Regions from separate parts of the Sus scrofa genome. Here region 2 is linked to region 1. The links are chromatin contacts, called in public Hi-C maps. All regions are on one chromosome and are shown on one strand. The core of a region is the stretch at or near the end of the contact, and the rest is flanking DNA. Distances in the headings are between cores, read along the strand shown.

Evidence for each region. A called contact is a pair of places that touch in the nucleus more often than the background predicts.
Region 2: a contact with region 1 is called in a Hi-C map of embryonic fibroblasts, with 1.8 times the contacts expected there. The contact joins two enhancer-like sites. A contact is called at or near these places in 2 of 47 Hi-C or Micro-C datasets (embryonic fibroblasts and epiblast stem cells).

Annotation. Positions count from the first base shown.
Region 1 is chr16:36,845,692-36,848,471 of Sscrofa11.1, forward strand. The region is part of intron 3 of LOC102159433 (a long non-coding RNA gene); the gene reads left to right. Among named protein-coding and RNA genes, the nearest start is that of MIR9799, 110 kb to the left of the region's middle. Within about 2 kb of position 1,335, at least 5 of the 83 cell types and tissues checked have an H3K27ac peak or open chromatin away from gene starts, as enhancers often do. A contact at or near this core is called in embryonic fibroblasts, where this site is marked.
Region 2 is chr16:37,071,976-37,074,755 of Sscrofa11.1, forward strand. No RefSeq gene overlaps it. Among named protein-coding and RNA genes, the nearest start is that of PLK2, 230 kb to the right of the region's middle. Within about 2 kb of position 1,391, at least 6 of the 83 cell types and tissues checked have an H3K27ac peak or open chromatin away from gene starts, as enhancers often do. A contact at or near this core is called in embryonic fibroblasts, where this site is marked.

The DNA.
Region 1 (2,780 bases), core at 85-2,584:
GGATTTTTTTTTTCCCCTAGGTTGAAAAGCCCCTTCCTTCTCCAAGGAATTATCCATTCTGACAGTTAGAAGCCAGGTTCAAGTCTCAGGATTTGAGAGACTCTCCTGTTGGAGAGAAAGAGCTCTGTTCACAGGCAGTGAGCTCCTGGACATTATTATGAAGACCGTCTAAATGCCCTGCACACCCCACCTCCCCCAGCCTTTTACTACAGCCCCTGGGTAGCCTTCTCCTGGGCTTTTGCCACCTTCGGTGGGAGCCTGTAGCTGTATGCCCATGTAACTGCAACGGATGGGACACATCTATAAGGAGAGACTACCAGCTGAAGTTTCACCATTTTTCCAAAAAGGCAAAACACATTCTTCTCCATTTGCCTTTGAATGGCCTGTAATAGAAACAGGGGACCAAAGCAGGAAATAATCTCCCCTCATTTAACCTGTGCTCCTGTGAACAATTGTTGTAGCTCATATTTCAGAGACTGAGTGTAACTCGTTTTGCCCTCTACTTATGGTCTTCCTCATATAGCAGCATTTGACAAGAGAATCAAAATAGGGTTATGTCAGTGGGTCTAGAAAGCCTTGCAGGAGTTGACCAAAACTTCTTCAGAGACTCTCTAGCATCCAGTTTTTTTCTGAGATAATTAGAGATTCTCTGAATCTACTTTAAGGAAAAAAATCTCTCCATTCTCTTAGGTAGATTTTGGTTCATTTATTTATTCATTCATTTATCAAGTGCCTACAATGTGCCAGTTGCTGTGATTTGTAAGAAAAGCATAAATGAAGATGTGCCAGGATTTGAATGGGAGCTCCCAATGTTGACTCCACAAATTCCTAAGGGTGAACGACTTTCAAGATGCTTGTGATCCTCCTAGGGTGTGTGTGTGTGTGTGTGTGTGTGTGTGTGTGTGCGCGCGCGCGCGCGCGCACGAGTGTGCATGCATGTGCCCATAATGTAATGAAAAAAATCCAAGATTTAAAACAATTCCTAAAGAGGTTAGTGTAAAACAATAGTTAGTAACCATTGCAGAGGCTTATATAAATAGATAATTAGAATACTACATTAAAATTGCTATGTAATAGTTCTACATACAGTATCATATGAACTCACAGGTGGAATTATCACAGTGGTCCCTAACACAAAGTTTAGGGAAGCTATAGAGAGAAGGTAGAGTTTGTGTCCCACCTGTGAAGGGTGAATAGGAATTTGCCAGGTGACTTGAAGAGAGGATAGAGAGACACCAGTGTACCCTGAGGGGCAGTTTACCTCGAGTCTGAGGCTACCCTACAAGTTGGAGCATGACTGGTATTTTTTTCACTGCAGCTTGACAAATGGGGCATGTTTTGCCATTAGTCAACTATTACAGGGGAAGGAATTCCCTAGGCATGCCCTGGCTGACCACAGATGGCTGAAAGCACATGCAAACAAAGATACAAGCTTGGTGTGGAATCATCAGAAAGATCTCAAATGCTTGGTGCTAGGACAAGGTTGCAGGAGTGTCTCACTTTAGCATAGCTGCTGCTGTGCAGCCCTGAGCTGCGCTGGGGAAGAGGTCCCACTGAGGTGTACAGAGCCCTGCGTGGAGGTCAGAGGAACTGGCCCTGATTCTGCACCCACCCAGCTGTCTGCTCACTTATTCCCTCCAGCCACTCCCTCCCCTTCTGCATCTCAGAGTCACCCTTTACTGAGAGCCTCTAAATCCCAGCTTCTGTGCTAGGGGAACTATCTGCCCTGTTTCATTGAACTCTCCCAACATGTTACAAAGAAAGATTTTCCAAATGGGGAAACTATAGTCAGAAAATCTTATTAATTACATTGAGGTCTTGCAGCTAAAAAAAGTGGTGATGCCAGCATGAGAACCATAGTCGTTCTGACTCCAAAGCCCATGGCCATTTTGGTTAATCTCATTCATTCCGGATAAGTCTCCATCTTGATAATTCAACAGAGTTTTAATTCTCATCATCCTGAGGCTATTGACTTATCAGTGAAATAGCAACTGCAAGTGTAATTTAACACTTAGTTCTGCAGAGCTATGTGGTAGGCATATTGCTTACCAGGGAAGTTACAGAGCTGAGCATTTCTGCAAGTGTGTCAAGTTTTGATGGTAATAACGAGAGTTTGATATGAAATTTATAGGTTATATTTGAAGCTAAGATTAAACTGTCTTCTCTTTGCTCCAAATAGTATCACTGAGATCTGATTGTACCTGATTATTTTATTTTATTTTATTTTATTTCATTTCATTTTAATTTAATTTTGCTTTTTAGGGCCGTACTTGTGGCATATGGAGGTTCCCACTCTAGGGGTCGAATTGGAGCTACAACTGCCAGCCTTCGCCACAGCCACTGCAACATCAGATCCGAGCTGTGTCTGCGACCTACACCACAGCTCACGGCAACACCAGATCCTTAACCCACTGAGTTAAGCCAGGGATTGAACCTGCAACCTCATGGTTCCTAGTTGGACTCATTTCTGCTGCGCCACGACAGGAACTCCTGAGAGTACCCTTAAAGGTAAATGAATTTCAAATTGCAGAAACAAATTTGAATAACTAATAAGAGTTTAATCTGAGAATTATTACTCTATCAGGATCTACTTATAAAGTACTCAATTTAACCATAGCACAATAAATTATAAGTCAAAAGTCTTTTTTAAGAGGAGGAGATTGCTTGGCCTAAACTGATAAGTATTTTGAAACTTATATAGCATATTATTGAATGTAATACTTAATATTTTTCTGTATTTTAAAACACCTTATTCAATATATTTAATTATGCCTACAGCA
Region 2 (2,780 bases), core at 141-2,640, 230 kb after region 1:
GGTGAAACAGGAATTTGAACCCAAATCTGCCTAGCATGAACCTTGCTTCCGACCCCTTTTTTATACTGTTCCAGACAATGTTTGTTCTCAGACCATAAGCTCCTCCATGGTGGGGACTTTCATAATTTTTCTTAAATGCCCACAGCATGTAGCACAGACAAGCACATAGCAGGAGTCTAGTACAAGTTTGCAATTGTAGATTTGGCACCAACATGAGCTTGAAGCAGAATAGTGCCATAAGCAATGCAAATAGTCCCAGGTTTGGTTTTATTACATGAGTGATTATACAGCAAGTTGAAGAACCTATTTCAAAAGCTTTTATTTTGTGCCTTTAAGGGATGCCCAGTGGGTTAGGAAATTCTGGGGAATTCCCTTCAGTGTTTTGGAAAGATAACTATGGTAACCTCAGTCAACAAGTCATCTAGCTGATACAATGTAATCAGAAGAATTTACACAGTTAATGCCTTCAACCACAGCATTTACACAGTTTCAACATCTAACCAGTTGTTAATAAAATAATTCCAAATAATTCCACTCAAAGAGTGGTCTGTGGTTATATCCAGACCTTGGTGGGCTTGCTCCCTGCTGTCCGCAGCCAGCCCTTTGGGAAAATTGAAGTACTAGTCCGCAGAGCCTGTACCTGTACCTTACACTTGTTTAATAATGTTTAAGGATTAAAAGCCGTTTTTGAAAGCACACAGATGAATTTTATTAGCCATGCAGCAACATAAAATTTCTTAGCTCAGGACCTCTTCTAGTATAATATATCCCAAATCTGTGCCTCACCCAGAGAGGCACAGATGCACCCAAACATATTTTTCAGACATTCATGTACTTTGTGTTCACATGGTTGTAGAAGAGTAGACAACAGCTATCCCCAAATCTCTGAAAACTGCAGAGATGAGCTCATTGGTGAGGCTGTCGGTCACATACTACTGTTGGAGGTGAACTAGCCAAGCTCAGGTGTGGACACGCAGATAATGGGAGGGAAAGAGGGAAGGTGACATTGCTGAAAAGCAGGCTCTTGAGCGAAGATAAGGTTTGTAGAGAACCCCAGGCAATGGGGCAGGGTGGGGGGCATGTGGGAATATTTCCTGGCCCCATGTGCACATCCTGCTCTGTTTCTGAAGACAGTGTTTGGCACAGGGTAGGTGTGTGTGGGCTGGATGAAGCTGAGTTTTAGCTCACTGGCACAGAGTCCTCCTATAAAGTGGGCATATAACTGGGGCAAGAAATAAGCGGAATTATAAAGCTGGCAATGCTTTTTGAGTTCTTATTAAAATCAGGTCTACCCAGCGTACTTTTTTTTACTCTTCCTACTCGGCTCTCTGGGTCCGGATGTGGTTTCCTCAAGTGCCAGGATCTACCACTTTGGCCTCCAGGCTTCTATCCCCTGGAATCCTGCCAGAGTGAGATGTACCACATTCTTTCATATCCCATTCCCTCTGCTCCACGCTCTGGCTGGACTGCCAGTCTGACACCAGAGCTTCCCAACCCGTATGCCTGTGCACACCCTGAAGGGGAGGATGGTTGGAAGTGGTCATGGCCTCGGTTTCGGGGACAAGCAGGGTCTGGAGCATGGGGGCCATGTTCTCCAACACTCTCACCCCCCACAGCTTCTAAGAACAAGCAGCTTCCTCTATTGGCCCCAGAGAGTCATATAACTTGTCTTTTCTTTGAGTGTCCCGAGTGAGAAGATTCAGAGCCAGTGTTTGTTTTTTAAATTTTATTGCAATTGCATTGCTATACAGTTTCTAGGGTATCAGCCAATCACTTCCTTCATGCTATTTTCCCATCTAGGTTATTATAGAATATTGAGCCGAGTTCCCTGTGCTATACAATAGGTCGTTATTAGTTATCTATATATACTAATGTGCATATGTCAATCCCAAACTCCTAATTTGCCCCTCCCTCCATGTTTTCCCCTTGGCAACCATAAGTGAAATCTATTTTTTTTAAAAAAGATACAAATGAACTTATTTATAGAACAGAAACAGACTCACAAATCTCAGTCAAACAGAATTGCAGAGGTACTGTGAATTGCTGCCAATGTAATCAATGGAAGTAAATGCCTATCTGCAGCAGTTTTTAATCTTTGTTTTTTAATTTTATGGCCACACCCATGGCATATGGAAGTTCCCAGACCAGGGTTGAATCTGAGCTGCAGTTGTGACCTACACTGCACATGCAGCAACGCTGGATCCTGTAACCCACTGCACCAGGACAGTGATCAAACCCACACCTCTGCAGTGACCTAAGCCACTACAGTTAGATTCTTAATCCACTGCACATAACAGGAAATAGTTTTTAATCTTTGGCGTGCATCACATTCACTGCTGAGCTTTTTAAAAATGTGACGCTTATCTCCTACCCCCCGAAATTATAATTTACTCAGCATGGGGATTAGAGTCTGCGTCTTAATAAACAGTCTGTGCTAGCTTTCTGAATATTGTATTTATCAAGATAGATAAAGCATTTTTAGCAAATACTCCTCTAACTTGGCAGGTTTATTTCTTGCTCCTGGTCAACACACTTCTAACACAGATTGGCATGTGCATAGGGTGGAGGTATGGGAATCATATGGAGGAACCTGAGGCCCATGGAGGTGAACTTTCTCAAAATCAGAGAGTTGGAAGGATAGAGTTCTCACTCTATATACGACACTTCCCCCACTATTCCACACTGTATTCCTTCTTCGAACTTCAACAGATTTAAGGCAGAACTGTTGCCTGGACAGAACACTATTAGGAACATTGGCAAGAGGCCAGGTGGGCAGTCAG